Linked DNA regions of Mus musculus: regions 2, 3, 4 and 5 are each linked to region 1. A link is a contact called in public HiChIP or PLAC-seq and promoter capture Hi-C data. All regions are on one chromosome and are shown on one strand. The core of a region is the stretch at or near the end of the contact, and the rest is flanking DNA. Distances in the headings are between cores, read along the strand shown. Region 1 holds the start of D730005E14Rik (RIKEN cDNA D730005E14 gene). Region 2 overlaps Tnrc6b (trinucleotide repeat containing 6b). Region 3 holds the start of Maff (v-maf musculoaponeurotic fibrosarcoma oncogene family, protein F (avian)). Region 4 holds the start of Eif3l (eukaryotic translation initiation factor 3, subunit L). Region 5 holds the start of Pdxp (pyridoxal (pyridoxine, vitamin B6) phosphatase).

What was found. Promoter capture Hi-C pulls out the DNA fragments that hold promoters and counts their contacts. HiChIP or PLAC-seq counts read pairs in DNA pulled down with a chosen protein or histone mark.
Region 2: a promoter capture Hi-C map of liver shows a contact between it and region 1, with 2.2 times the contacts expected there. The contact joins the enhancer-like site here to the promoter of D730005E14Rik in region 1. A contact is called at or near these places in 4 of 39 promoter capture datasets (cranial neural crest, liver and pre-B cells), 2 of 115 datasets of contacts at active chromatin or transcription factors (pancreatic cancer cells and regulatory T cell precursor) and 1 of 9 other capture datasets (adipose tissue).
Region 3: a contact with region 1 is called in an H3K4me3 HiChIP or PLAC-seq map of bone marrow-derived macrophages, with 5 times the contacts expected there. The contact joins the promoter of Maff here to the promoter of D730005E14Rik in region 1. A contact is called at or near these places in 1 of 39 promoter capture datasets (hippocampal neurons), 1 of 484 Hi-C or Micro-C datasets (B cells) and 5 of 115 datasets of contacts at active chromatin or transcription factors (bone marrow-derived macrophages, effector CD8 T cells, memory CD8 T cells and 2 more).
Region 4: a contact with region 1 is called in a promoter capture Hi-C map of pre-B cells, with 2.3 times the contacts expected there. The contact joins the promoter of Eif3l here to the promoter of D730005E14Rik in region 1. A contact is called at or near these places in 4 of 39 promoter capture datasets (the C10 cell line, hippocampal neurons, liver and 1 more) and 2 of 115 datasets of contacts at active chromatin or transcription factors (bone marrow-derived dendritic cells and memory CD8 T cells).
Region 5: a contact with region 1 is called in an H3K4me3 HiChIP or PLAC-seq map of bone marrow-derived macrophages, with 2.3 times the contacts expected there. The contact joins the promoter of Pdxp here to the promoter of D730005E14Rik in region 1. A contact is called at or near these places in 2 of 115 datasets of contacts at active chromatin or transcription factors (bone marrow-derived macrophages and pancreatic cancer cells).

The regions. Positions count from the first base shown.
Region 1 is chr15:79,891,823-79,894,522 of GRCm38.p6, forward strand. It overlaps D730005E14Rik (RIKEN cDNA D730005E14 gene), which reads right to left and starts at 1,316. Exons shown (of 1, transcript NR_030675.1): 1 at 1-1,316. It overlaps Apobec3 (apolipoprotein B mRNA editing enzyme, catalytic polypeptide 3), which reads left to right and starts at 586. Exons shown (of 8, transcript NM_030255.3): 1 at 586-747. The coding sequence starts at 695.
Region 2 is chr15:80,806,002-80,808,701 of GRCm38.p6, forward strand. All of the region lies in intron 4 of Tnrc6b (trinucleotide repeat containing 6b), which reads left to right. Among named protein-coding and RNA genes, the nearest start is that of Tnrc6b, 96 kb to the left of the region's middle. Within about 2 kb of position 1,375, at least 30 of the 459 cell types and tissues checked have an H3K27ac peak or open chromatin away from gene starts, as enhancers often do. A contact at or near this core is called in liver, where this site is marked.
Region 3 is chr15:79,346,177-79,348,912 of GRCm38.p6, forward strand. Maff (v-maf musculoaponeurotic fibrosarcoma oncogene family, protein F (avian)) reads left to right here and starts at 1,344. Exons shown (of 3, transcript NM_010755.4): 1 at 1,344-1,578.
Region 4 is chr15:79,073,915-79,076,631 of GRCm38.p6, forward strand. Eif3l (eukaryotic translation initiation factor 3, subunit L) reads left to right here and starts at 1,309. Exons shown (of 13, transcript NM_145139.2): 1 at 1,309-1,378; 2 at 1,857-1,905. The coding sequence starts at 1,346.
Region 5 is chr15:78,912,445-78,915,203 of GRCm38.p6, forward strand. Pdxp (pyridoxal (pyridoxine, vitamin B6) phosphatase) reads left to right here and starts at 1,475. Exons shown (of 2, transcript NM_020271.3): 1 at 1,475-2,087. The coding sequence starts at 1,526. The region is part of intron 5 of Gm30368 (a long non-coding RNA gene); the gene reads right to left.

The DNA of each region.
Region 1 (2,700 bases), core at 66-2,565:
GTCTGTGAGAACAGTAAACTCATTTCGGTCTCCCTCATCTGCAGGGAAACAAGCTTGGATGACGGGCTCTGATACCAGCTCGGCCACCTGCTGCTGGCTGATTCGGAGCCATCAATGATCCATTTTTGTGCTCCCCGTTGATCTCAGTCTAGCTCCACACCTGGGGCAGTTGGGAAATTAGAGGTGAAGGGTGCCAAAATCCAAGCCACAATTAGAAATGCGAAGCCAGGCTGTCCCCTCCCCTCCTAAGCCGAAGGGAGAAAATGTAAGGGTCCCCACTCCTTAACACCTACAGAGTCAAACCCTTGGTTCAACTGGCAGCTTTGGCTGCAAGCTCGGCACAGGATGGTCTAGGCAGGTTGGATGGAGACGCCTGGGGCCACCCTTGGGGCGTCTGTCCTACCCTCACCGCGGTCGGCATCAGCTTCTCTCTACCATCAGTTAGTTTCCCTTTCTCTTTGCGATCCCCGCGGGCCGCTGTACAGAGGAGCAGGTCTCTGCCAAGCCAAGGGACAAAGAGGTGGGCAGGAGCCTTCTGGGCTTGATCGCCTAGAGCCCTCCCATTCCGGGAGCTGATGCAGGAAGAAGGTGGGGCCTGCATTCACTTGGCCCGGGAGGTCAGTTTCACTTCTGGGGGTCTTCCATAGCCTGCTCACAGAAAATGCAACCCCAGCGCCTGGGGCCCAGAGCTGGGATGGGACCATTCTGTCTGGGATGCAGCCATCGCAAATGCTATTCACCGATCAGGTACCGCTGGCCCCGCTCCTCCAAAATTTTCACTGCAGTCTCTTCCTGGTGGCCCCCATTTTGCTGTATACCGAGCCTCTCCTCTAGGTCCCCAGCTCCCGATTCCTCTCTCACATTCTCCAGGATACTCCGTAGCTCCCACTCCCCTCGAGGGTCCTTGTTCTGAGCCGCTTCGGTTACCTTATAGCTGCTTCTAAACTGGCCACCCTGTACCCCTCTCCACGTCACCCATATTTCTTCCTGTTGAGACTTCTCAGTCTGGGGTTACTCGCCTTTGGGTCTTCATGCTGATCCAGGGCTAGGCTGGTCTGGGCTTCAAATTTTAAAGAGAAATCCATGGAAGCAGACTTTGGACGACCATGTATGGAGAACTTTCGATAGATGTCCTAGAATATCCGTGCTGTTTTAACCCAACCTCAGGGGATACTGGGAGAAGAGGGGACCACTCTCTAAGGCAATGTGAACCACCTTTCCAGAAGTAGCCACTCTGAGCTGGGAAAGGGAAAGGGTAAAGAGAAATTCCCCTAACACACCCATTGCCTGGATGCTTGTGGAGACTTCTCGGAACCACACCAGTCAGCTAAGAGAAAAAGAGAAATAATAGGGGGCGGGGTTGGCACTGGAGAGAGATGGCTCAGCAGTTAAGAACCTTTGTCACCTTCCACAGAGGACCAACTGCTACCAGCAAACACATGGTATGGCTCACAACCACCTATAACTACAGCTTCTGGGAATCCAAGGCCTTCTCCTGACCCCCAGACATGCACATATTAATTCAGAACACATACACATATGTATACATGCCCAATGGCAAGAGATGTGAGTGGCCGGGTGTGGTGGCGCACGCCTTTAATCCCAGCACTCGGGAGGCAGAGGCAGTCGGATTTCTGAGTTCAAGGCCAGCCTACAAAGTGAGTTCCAGGACAGCCAGGACTACACAGAGAAACCCTGTCTCGAAAAAAACAAAAGAAAAAAAAAAAGAAAGAGAGAGATGTGAGTGTATTTTAAACCTACATATAAGAAGAAAGTTATACTGCCTACTCCCTTGGGTGACATTCTGATTTTTGTCCCTTCTCCTGGTGCCTGTGATGTCGGTGGAGGCCACTGTCCCGTGGGCAGCCCAGCTGCAAGTGGTGCGTGCATGCGTGGGTGTGGTGGAAATGCAGGCTTTAACTTCAAAGCTAATACTTTTACCCGCTGAACCATCTCCCTGGCCCGTCTTTCGAACCAATTCACCTCACCCTGAGCAACTTTGTCCTGTCCAGTGATGGATAGACCTGTATAGAGAGAGGCGACAGTCATATCACAGAATAGCATGTCTTCAGTCTTCAACAGAAAGCCCCTGGCCAGCTGTCTGTCTCCAGGATTAGGGCTCCTGAAGCCAGTTATCAGCAATTATCTGTTAATAGCCTTGTCCCCTGGGTGTGGCCTTGTAACCAGTCCCAGATGTCACCTCTCCTTCCAGAGTCAGAGATAAGCCTCCGATCCCATTCTTCTGACCAAGGCTTGATAGACGTCTGATTTTTCCAGCTCTTTTCTACAGGCTGCTGGCTATGAGGGAAAGGGTCCAGCCTGGGGTCCTCCCAGGCCACTAATACCTAGCCAGCTTTGAGGGAAGGGATCCAGACTCTGTCTCCTGATTTTTTTTTTTTTTTTTAAGATTTATTTATTGTAAGTACACTGTAGCTGTCCTCAGACACTCCAGAAGAGGGAGTCAGATCTCGTTACGGATGGTTATGAGCCACCATGTGGTTGCTGGGACTTGAACTCCTGACCTTCAGAAGAGCAGTCAGGTGCTCCTACCCACTGAGCCATCTCACCAGCCCCCTGTCTCCTGATTTTTGGTTGTTATTATATTGTGGAATTTTATTGTGATGGTGGTGGTAGTTTGGCTGTGTTGTTGTTGTTGCTGTTCTTTACATTCTTGTCTCCCTCTCCCACCCTCCCCCACCC
Region 2 (2,700 bases), core at 125-2,624, 910 kb after region 1:
TTTAACAGTATGTTTTAATAAAAAACAAAAATGTGATATGACCATTTTCTCTAGGCACTATTGCTGAATTAGAAAATAGAATATAATGTGAGGAAGCTGGCCGGTTCAGGATGTCGCTCAATTACTAAGGAAGATCACCCAACCCAAATGGAAGTCAGCTTGTACAAAGGCCCTGCCTGCAGCAAGAGCAGACAGTGATGTATTTGGGGAGCTTCATTGTATCATATGTGGTCATTATTGTTGGGGTGTAATTGTGCTTAAGGAAAGAGATGATCTGGGAAATAGAGAATGAAAGTTTAAACCTTGGCAGGAAGCCGTGGAGTCTGTCAGCCATCAGAGAAGTCTTTTTCCTCAGAGCACTTGGAAAAGGTTTATGCAGCAATGTCACTTGTTTAGATTGGATTTGGGGTATGGTTGAGAGGGTAGAATATGTGACCATTCTGACCACTTGATACAATAGTGTTCTCAGGTGGTGTTAGCCAGAATTGTCCGCAAAGTTAGGAGTAGATGATTCCCAGGGACATTTGGGAAGCCGTCACAGCCTCTGGGCTGGGGAATAGTGAGTACCCTCACTGAGTCAGGCCATTTAGATGAGAGGCAGATGTGGGGCTCACGCCATGAGTTTAGTTTGGAGTTATTGAATATTGTGACTTTCAAATAAAGATCTGCAGAAGTTAGAGACCTAGTCTGGGATAGATTTAAAAATTCATTGTAGTTTCAAGTTTTCAAAATTCTCCTTAAATTAGTTTTCCTGGTAAGGTGTCCAAAGATGGCTTACCCATTGTATGTAGTATAAGGGGCAGCGGTGGTAGGAAACATTGTTTTATAAAGAAGATAAAAGCCAGCCAGGAAGTGGTGGCACATACCTTTAACCCAAGGCAGGGGCAGGTGGATCTTAGAGTTTGAGGACAGCTTGGTCTGCAGAGTGAGTTCTAGGATAGCCAGGGCTACACAGTAAAACCCTTTCCTTTCTTAATGGGGGAGGGGGAAATGATTAAAAACTATATAGTTCTATTACCAGGGTTTATTTTGTTTTGTTTTTCAAGGCACGATTTCTCTATGTATCCCCATTCCTGGTGGCCAAGGGCATTTGGAGAAGAGAAACATTGGTTTGAGCTGGATTGATTGATCAGGAAATGCTCTGTGAAGACTTGGCATATAGGCAGGGCCTAAAGATTGGGCAGAATTGGGCTCAGGGAACTCTGAAGGCTGGGCATTCTAGCTTGAGGGAAAGGAGCAGGACTGTCCAAGAAAAGTTAGTGAGGTGAGGAGGAACCGGGTGCCTTCTGTGAGTGGTTCACATCCATGTTAGGCCACGAATGGAGGTCTGTAAGCTTGGAGACAGTGTAAACAGAGTTGCCGAGTGTTAAGGGGTTCAGAGTCCAGCAGGCCAATTAGAGTAGAACCAGGCAGTGGTAGCGCACTCCTTTAATCCCAGAACTCAGGAGGCAGAGCCAAGTACATCTCTGTGAATTTGAGGTCAGCTTGGTCGGCACAGAGAAATCCTGTCTTAGAAAAACTTTTTTAAAAAATGAGTTTGGTGCAAGGACTGTGGTGAAAAGACCTTGCTCTGAGTGAGGCTGACTTTGGACTACAAAAGAGCAGATGCTAGGTTTTCTAGGTGCATAGCATGGAGTCCTCTGCATATGACTTCTACTCATACATACAGAGTTCTTCAGGTAGAACTGTTGGGCAGAAAACTGGCTCTGTGGAGCTGCAGCCTGGAATGAGGTCAGAATGGAGATAGTAGGACAGCTTCCTGTTGAAGTGATAGTGGATGCCTAGGGGTGGATGAGGTCACCGGGACTCTACACAATAGAAGAAAATGAGAATGGGGACAGGAAGAGAAAGAAGACCCGGGAAGAATTAAAAGAAAGGTAGAGTTAGTCACAGACACCAAGGATGAGGGAAGGACTTTTCAGTTCATTGCAGGCGTGACCAGCAGTTTCAGGTGCTGGGCAGGAAAGAAGGTATCTGGTAATGGCGCTATTCCCGAGCTGGTGTTGAGAGGAGCTCCAGCAGGCACACCAGGGGAATCATTAGATGATGCCAGCACAGTTCAGGGGAAATAGAAAACAAACCTTGTAAGGATGAAGTTATTTTGAACGGTGTTTTATTTAACTGGGTATGTGTAAAATATTATCAGTAATTGTGTAATTGATCTACAGCTAGAGAAGTATTTTACTTTCATATTGAGTCTGAAATCTGGTGTATACTTAACAGTTAGAACACTGTAGTTTGACATAACATTTTCATTGGAAATCTTTGGTTTGTATTTATATTCTGTAAAACTGACTACTTTCTCATGAAGAAGTAAGTTTGTGTGCACAAGTCTTTTCCAAGCATATGAAGTTTGTCCAGTAATGCAGAGAACTCTCAGTGTTTGTGCTAAGTTAAGTTTGAGTGGCACTAGCCACATGTTGCTATCACAGTGGATGCCGAAGTAGCTACTGCAGGGTTATGCAAAGTAAAGCAGGTTGTTTGTGGTGCTGTACACTTTAAAAATATCCAAAATGGCTTCCCCAGCACAGAACCTTTCACAGGGTAAGCACTACTCTGAACACTGTTTGGCTTAGCCTGTCGGGAAACTTAAAATGAGAGTCTAATCTTTTACATTTTTTGTGAAAAGGCAAACTTTGTATCAACACACACAAATTTCAAATTTAAAAACACTGTTTTAGTTAAGGTCAACAGAATGGT
Region 3 (2,736 bases), core at 94-2,593, 550 kb before region 1:
GACACCCTCAACCGGTCTCCCCTTTCATCTCAAGTGAGCAAGAACTCCGAGGTTTCACGGGTCCTGGGTCTGGTAGCCTTGTTTCATCCTGTGACTCAGAGTTTGGTAGAGGGGGTGACAGTGTGCAGTCTGGCAGGACAGCCAACAGGGAGGCCTCAGCTCTCTCACCTTCATTCTACCCACCAGTCCCTCTTACCAGAAAGATCAGTGACATGGGCAAAGATCTCACTGAAAGATAAAAAGATGTGATAGATCCCAAATCATTCTCTCCTCCAGCCACTTGAGCTCTGAAGCCTCTTCTCCCAGGATACCATTTTTTGCGGGGCGTCTCATGACTCTGCCACTGGAAAGACAGTGTGAGAAGGCCAACCCCACTGCTAAACGCAGCATTGCACAACATTGCTTGGCCATTACCAAAAGATCGACTTCTGTGGGCAGTAGGGTGTGGATGCAGAAGCCTGGCTCCCTGTTCTCCTAGGCTGAGGATGTGGGCGATGGATCTAGCCACATGGGGTCCTCACTGTCATACAGGTCTACTGGATTTCTTCATTAGTTGAGCACCTACTATTTGCCAGGCACAGCCTCAGCTCTCTAGAAGGTAGGAAAAGGGTGTGTGGGGGGTGGGGGAGGGTGGTGAACAGGATTGTGTATTTTCTAGAATTGAGAACTTGAGTTCAGAGGTAAATTTTTTGAACACCTTTTTCTTATAACTTGTGTTTTCCTTAAATTCACTTATTTGTTATGTGTCTGTGTGTGAATGGACCCATTCCACCGCTCTAAGTACGTAGAGATCAGAGGTCAGCTTTCTGGAGTCATTGTCTCCTTCCACCTTGGAAGTTGTGGGGTCTGAACGTTAGGCATCAGAGTTTAGTAACAAGCAAGCACATCGACCCACAGGGAAAGCGTCCCTGGGGCGAGTGGAGGTAGGGTTGAAGATATGGAGCCGACACCACGTGAAGACCAGGGGTAGGCAATTGCTGTGGCTTCGGAAATACAAACCTACGGTTCACAGGTACAGAGAAGGCACTTAAAACCACGAGACTGGATGAGGTCATCCGGACAAAGGATGTAGATCGACGAGAGAAGAGGCCAGACAGTGAACTGTAAAGCAAAGCAAATGACACCTCCACCCACGCCGTTCTCCAGAGGTGTCACGTGAATGCATCCAGAGGACACAGTCCCAGCACGGAGAACCGTGGCGGCTCTGGCTGTGGGCTCCTACAGCGGGGTCTACTGGGGGCGGCGCCTCACTCGGGCGTGGGCGGGGTCTCGGCTCCAGGCGGCCGCTCTGGGGCTTGCTGGCGGCTGGGGCGGTGACGTCACTGCATGACTGGGTTTTTATGAATGAAAGGAATCCTGTGCGTGAGTAATTCCGGGAAGCTCGCCTTACAACTGCGCGCGGCTCCAGCCCCCTTCGCCGCCTGCCCCATAACAAAACTCGGAGCGGCGCTGCGCGGAGCCGGGTTCCTAGTGAACTGCGGTCCCGATCGGAGAGGAGTGGGGCTCGAGAGCGGCCAAGGACCGCCACCGCGACAGCCGCGACAAGCACGCACTGAGCGCCGGGCCTGGCGGAGAGCGGTAAGGACGCGTCAGGGACGGGGACCGAGCTCCAGAAGTGTGAGCTCCGGGTCCTGCCTGGGCGGCGCGTGGTCCTCCTGCCCCTTCGGCGCCCCCTTAACATCAGCTCCCGGAGGGGCCTCCGAGGGGCTGGCTGGGAGGCGGTGCGCGGGCCCCGGAGGAAGCCGGGGCGGGGGCGGGGGCGGGGCGTGCACGTACGTGACTCGGTGAGAACAGTCCCTGGAGCCGCGCCCAGCACCTTGTGTGCGCGGTTTGTTTACGTCTCCCGGTGGCGTGCGTGCGGCTGTGTTCTTTGGGGAGCGTCCTGAGTTCTGCGGGCTGCGTGCACACGGTGTACTTCGGGGTGTGTGTTTGTGTGTGTGGCCGCACGCGCTCCTTGGAGACTGACACTAGCCCAGTGTATCTTGAAGTGGGTGCGCACCAGTGTCCACTGGAGCAAATGCGGAATAAGGACCCGAGCGAAGGAAGTGGCCCGATCGGTGGTCACACCAGGTCTGGAATTTTTCTCCCGCCCCTTCCACCCTCCGTCATCCTCCCCCTTTCCACCAGCCGGGACTGCCCGGTCCCTGTTGTCTCTGGAGTTTCCCCTGGCTGGAGCCATGTGACATCAGTGTTTGTTCCTCGCCCAGCGCGGGTGCCTGCAGCTTAGAATAGAGCAGAGGTTAGCGAGCCAGTCTTCTCCTGGCCACCTGGTGGATCTGGGAACCTAGTACATGGGAGTCCTTCCTTAGCCCCAAGTTTTCCGGCTCAGTATGGACTGTCCACCCCTGGATTGTCCCATTCTTCCAGTCTCAGGAGAAACAGGCAAGGCCAGAAAGTTTGTGACAGATTGGAGAACACAAGGCTCCCGGACTATTCTGTTGGCGACTGTGGTTGGTCTGGGTGTCTGAGGCTGCACCTGCTGGGTCCAGGAGGATGGCATGAGGCCCACTGTCACACTCCTCAGGTTGGACTCCTTAGACTGGACCTCTGTGTAGACCGATCGGTGGTCACACCAGGTCTGGAATTTTTCTCCCGCCCCTTCCACCCTCCGTCATCCTCCCCCTTTCCACCCTGGACCCCAGGGCTACTTAAATACTGGGCCAGCTGGCACACCTGGAGTCTACCCATGCCCAGCAAGATCAGCAGCCAGTGCTAACCCCTGATCTTCCTGAGGGA
Region 4 (2,717 bases), core at 59-2,558, 820 kb before region 1:
GGTGGATCTCTGAGTTTGAGGTCATCCTGGTCTACATAATAGACCCTAGGACACCCAGAATTACATAATAGAAAGATCCTGTCTAAAACCAAATGAGCAGGGAGGTAGCTATGCAAGCCTTTAATCCCAGTAAGCAGGGGGCAGAGGCAGGTGGATCTCTTGAGTTCAAGGGCAGTCTGGTCTACAGACTGAGTTCCAGGACAGCCAGGGGTACAGCTGGCTGATTTTTGAAAAATCAGCTGTAACTCCAGAGGATTGATGCCCTGTGTGCATAATTCACTCATACAGAGGAATAAATAATCTTAAAAGTAAGGTCTTTATTAAACCCTAATTCTTTCTTGCTTAAATAAACCAAAGCAACCAGACAGGCAAACAAAAGGAACGACTTTAAGGAGTCTAGGGCTTAAGGAGCCAGGGGGGAGAATGGCAGTTCTAAATAGGACGCTTTGAGTAGAGGGCGTTGATTAGCAACACTCGTCCAGCAAACTCCTGTCTTCAACAGAGAGCCAGGCAGTGATACCGGGGTCATTTGTACTAAAGTCTGGTCAGAGGTAAGCATGAGTGCCGAAGCCCAGAGTTGTGTACCTGGCTGTAATAAGCAGAGATTGTTGTGACCCGGAGACAAGGATGCAGGTGCCCAAAAGGTAAGGCAAATCAGCTGTTCAGGGATTGGTTCTCGCCTTCCACCATGTGGGTCTCCCACATCGAACTCAGGTCGTTAGGCTTGGTGTCAAGGGCCTTCACCAGTTTGGTCATCCTGAGTGTTCTCAGGTTGATTTTTTTTTTTTTTTTTTTTTTTTTTTTGGTGGTGGTGGTGTGGGGGAGAAATTTCTCGCTGCAGGCAAAACCGTTTACACCTAAATCTAAGGTCAGGAACGCTACATCTTAGCAGGTCACTTGTCATCGTCTCTGTACCGTTTTCTTCTGATTTCTCTTTATTTTTGTTGTTGTTGTTTTGGAGACCCCGCTTTATAATCAGATTGGCCTGGAAATAACTAACTTTGGTTATCCTCGAATTTGTTGCAGTCTCCTGCCTCCGCCATCCTTGAGATGGCAGATGTGAGTCAACAGGGTCTAGGCATTCTTCCCCTTTATCGCTTGCCCGCCCCTACTTCTGCGTGCACACCATACTCCACAATAATGTCCTTTGAAAAGCCCGTTTTGCAGGGAGGAAGGAACTCTGATAGTTTAGGAACTCCGTCCTTCCAATCAGAGCTACTTCGCTTCCCCGGCGACCCCGGAAAGGCTTTCGGGCAGGTTGGGCTGGGCGGGACTTCCGGTCCGGCCAAGCAGGCGCGGAGTTCTTCTTCCGCTCTCTCCCACGGGCTTCTGGAGCGCCGTAGCCATGTCTTACCCCGCTGATGACTACGAGTCTGAGGTAATGAAGCGGTGAGCGCGTGGCGGGGTCCGCGGTGGGCACCCGGTTCGGTGGGATCTGTCCCCGAGGTGAGGCGGCGTCCAGATCGGGCCGGAACAAGCGGACCTCGATCATTCCGGCCCTCCCGGCCCCGGGTCTCCTCCCCGGGTCCCTCCTCTGCCGGCCGTATGTCCCCGCGTGTAGTCGCAGTCAGTCGGAGGCGGGCTGAAGGGTGTTTAATGCTGAGTTCTTGGCTCTCATGGCGTCTGCTTCAGACGGGGCTATTACTGTGTTTTTCTTGTCTTGTTGCACCTGTAAGCGTGTTTTGTGCTTGCCCGGGGTCCCTTTTCTCTCACACATGTGAAGCCCTCCGAGGTAGCGACTGTCAGTCTTATCTGAGTAGTATGTTTTGCCTCCTGCTTGACATGGAGGCCCGAGGACGAGCATTTTTGGAGTCCCCATTTGGCGTGTCTCCCTAACTTTGTCTCTTTCCTTGCAGGCTGCTTATGATCCCTACGCCTACCCGGGCGACTATGATATGCACACAGGTGAGGCTCTCAGTTTGCCCGGCTGTCTCTTGCCTTCCAAGGATTGGCACTTTTTTCTTTGACCATCTCAGCGTTGACTCCCAACAGGGACCTGTTAAAAACTGCGTCCTAATGGAGTGGTGGAGTCGGCCATTAGGTCTGATTGGTAGGGTTGTGAAGAGTCTAATTAAACCAGGCCTTTTTTGTGGTCTACCTGCCCACGTCAGAAGAGGACCATCACTGACCCGGCTAGGTTTTTCTTACTTGGGGCAGATTTTATTTGTTATACTGGGGTGGAACCCAGAGCCCCATGCTTGTGGACGGTCTCTGAACCACACCCACAGCCCTCCTCCCTGAGCTGTCTGGCCAAGGTCAAAAAGCTTTGTGGCTTTGTTGTTTGGGTGCCGGAGATGAGATTAAACCACACACTCCAGCCCCAAAGAAGGAAATCTTGGTGTGAAAATCTTCCTTGATTCAAACCAAGTCTAAGTGAAATACTTTGGGGAGGCTTTTGAAGTTTACCGAAATGTTCTAGTCACTTTGAGATTAAGTAAGTACCAAGTGGCTTGCGATGCTCACAGCATGTATTTTATTGGCCCTTACAGTAGAGTAGTTTTACAAAGTAAGCATGTTAATGTGTCTTTAAAGGTGAAAGAAAATAGCGTACTATGCATCATTTGGTTAGAAAGTGAGTTTCCTTTCCTGTTTTTTAAAGATGGGGGTCTCGTTATGTAGCTCTGGCTATCCCGGAACTCACTATATAGAGCATGCTAGCCTCACAGATTCAGCTGTCTGAGGGTTGGGATTAGCAGTGTGCACCCACCTACCCAGCT
Region 5 (2,759 bases), core at 225-2,724, 980 kb before region 1:
GTGTGCGCACACACACATAAACACACAGTTTTCTCGAGAGCAGGGATTGAGCTATCCATGGCCTTCCCTGAGTTGCTCTGTGTAGTCCCAGGCTAACGCTCCTTTCAGCTCTACACCTGAGGGTCTTTTGGGAGTGGGCTGGCAGAAGTGGGTCAGTGCATCTGGAAGCCCAATTTAGTAACCGAGTGGAGGCAGGGGCATGCTGTCTATGGTCTTCTAGGCTAAGAAACCCATTACAAAAGGCACAAAGAACAGAAAATAGTTGGGCCTCAAAGGCACGGTTTTTCTTCGGTCTCTTCCCTTCAGTTGCTCTGGGTTAGACAGCTACAGTTCTGCTTAGAACCAAAATATTGTGACAGTACAGATCCCTGTTCATCCCTGGTCCCCATACTTTGAATTACTGGTTATTCAAAGGCTTGACAGATTAAAAGGTTTCCGTCTACAAAATGGAGACCTAGGCAGTTGGGATCACCCCATCAATAAAATGGGTTACCAATTGGGCCTGGCCATCAAAATAGTGCCTAGTGCCCCCACACACATAAAACATGAAATCAGATCTCTGGGTTCCTGTCTTACAGCCATGTGTTTGATTATCTATTTATTTATTTATTGGGTTTTTTTTTTGTTTTGTTTTTTTGTTTTTTGAGACAGGGTTCTCTGAATACCCTTGGTCCTAGTACTTGCTCTGTAGACTAGGCTGGCTTGGAAATCAGAGCTCTTCCTACCTCTGATTCTGAGTGCTGGGATTAAATGTATGTGTTCGCATCGCCCGGCTAGAACGTTTTAACATTCATCTGTGTGGATGTGTGTGTGGAGGTCAGAAAACAACTGGAAGGAGTATGTTCTCTCCACCGTGAGGTTTCTGAAGAAGGAACTCGGGTCCTCAGCCTTGACAGCAAACTGCCATCATCTGCTGAACCATTCCACTGACCTGTACCTGTGTTTTAAAAATCATTTATCTAAAGCCATCGAACTATAAAGTATACATCTTACTAAACGGAAATTATACAACAACAACAACAAAAAAAAAAAACAAGTTCCCCAGGAGACTCCACAGCACAGTCAGATGACCAGAAGGATCACTGACCAGGTCTAAGAGCCCAGGCCAGCTTGCGAAGTCACGGGTGATGGAGCCCTGGCTCCATCACATCCACATGTTTCTAATGAGCCTCAATGGTTCCGAGGGCAACAAGATGTGGCCCGAAGACAACATCTCTCTCAGCCTCTGTTTTTCTCCTAGCAACCATCTGGCCTACGTTTTTAATTGGCTGGGAAGCGCACGGCGATTCGCTGCAGACCAGGCTGTCTCTTCATTGGTCGCCTCCTTCTAGTGGCGCCCGCGGTCCCGCCCCTTTCTCCGAGCTCCTTCGGGATCGGCCAGCACCTTCGACTAAATTCTAGTCGCTATTGGCTGAAGCCTGTGTTCGTAGCCCCGCCTCCTCCCCGTTCTGCGCGCCAATTGGTGAAGCTGCCCCTTGTCCACGGAGGGAGCGCAGCGCGCGCGTGCGAGCGGCCAGCCGGCTGCATGGCGCGCTGCGAGCGGCTGCGCGGCGCGGCCCTGCGCGACGTGCTGGGCCAGGCGCAGGGAGTCCTGTTCGACTGCGACGGAGTGCTGTGGAACGGCGAACGCATCGTGCCGGGCGCCCCTGAGCTGCTGCAGCGGCTGGCGCGGGCCGGCAAGAACACGCTGTTCGTGAGCAACAACAGCCGGCGCGCGCGGCCCGAGCTGGCGCTGCGCTTCGCCCGCCTGGGCTTCGCGGGGCTGCGCGCCGAGCAGCTCTTCAGCTCCGCGCTGTGTGCCGCGCGCCTCCTGCGCCAGCGGCTGTCCGGGCCGCCCGACGCATCGGGCGCAGTGTTCGTGCTGGGAGGCGAGGGGCTGCGCGCTGAGCTGCGCGCCGCGGGGCTGCGCCTGGCGGGGGACCCCGGCGAGGACCCGCGCGTGCGCGCCGTGCTCGTAGGCTACGACGAGCAGTTTTCCTTCTCCAGGTTGACCGAGGCGTGCGCGCACCTGCGCGACCCCGACTGCCTGCTCGTGGCCACCGATCGCGACCCTTGGCACCCGCTCAGCGACGGAAGCCGGACCCCCGGTGAGCACGGGACTGGGCGCGGGGATGTGTGCTGGGACCTGACGCGCTTTTCGGAATTCCTGCAGCTGCCGCCTGTCGGATAGTGGCCGAGGACCAGTTTGACACACGAGCCACCTTAGGCTCACTGTAGCTCAGGGAATTGCAGGTGGGATACAGATTTGGAACCGGCCTCTTGGGCTTTTGTCATTGGCCCCACCCACTTTGCAGGAGGGTTTGTCGAAGCGGTCTGGAAGGATGATGCCGGTGGAGAGCTGGATCCGCGCATCCAGAATCAGGGTAGTGGGGAAACTAGGGGGTAGTGGAGCTTGACCTTAGGCCAGTGGGGAGACTGGAAGGTAGTGGAGCTTGACCTCAGTTCCAGTTCTGGCCCTGTTTGGTTAACCCTGTGAGTTACATAACCTCGGAACCTGGTTTCCAGTGGGGTTCTTTACCATGTCGGTTATCCCCAGGCTTTTGAACCCAGCCCTCTAGTTTATTAATAGCTTCCTGAAGCTCCTTAATGGTGCCTTCATTTCCTTTCCAGATTAGTTCAAAAATAAGAGTTTTGGCCCATTTCACAGTTAAAGAAATTGGTACTTAAGGGAGGTGAGCTGCCAGGGAACACACAGCATAGAGCAGGGGAACCTGACTTGGCCTTTGGGGACCCCCCATCCATCCATCCACCCATCCAAG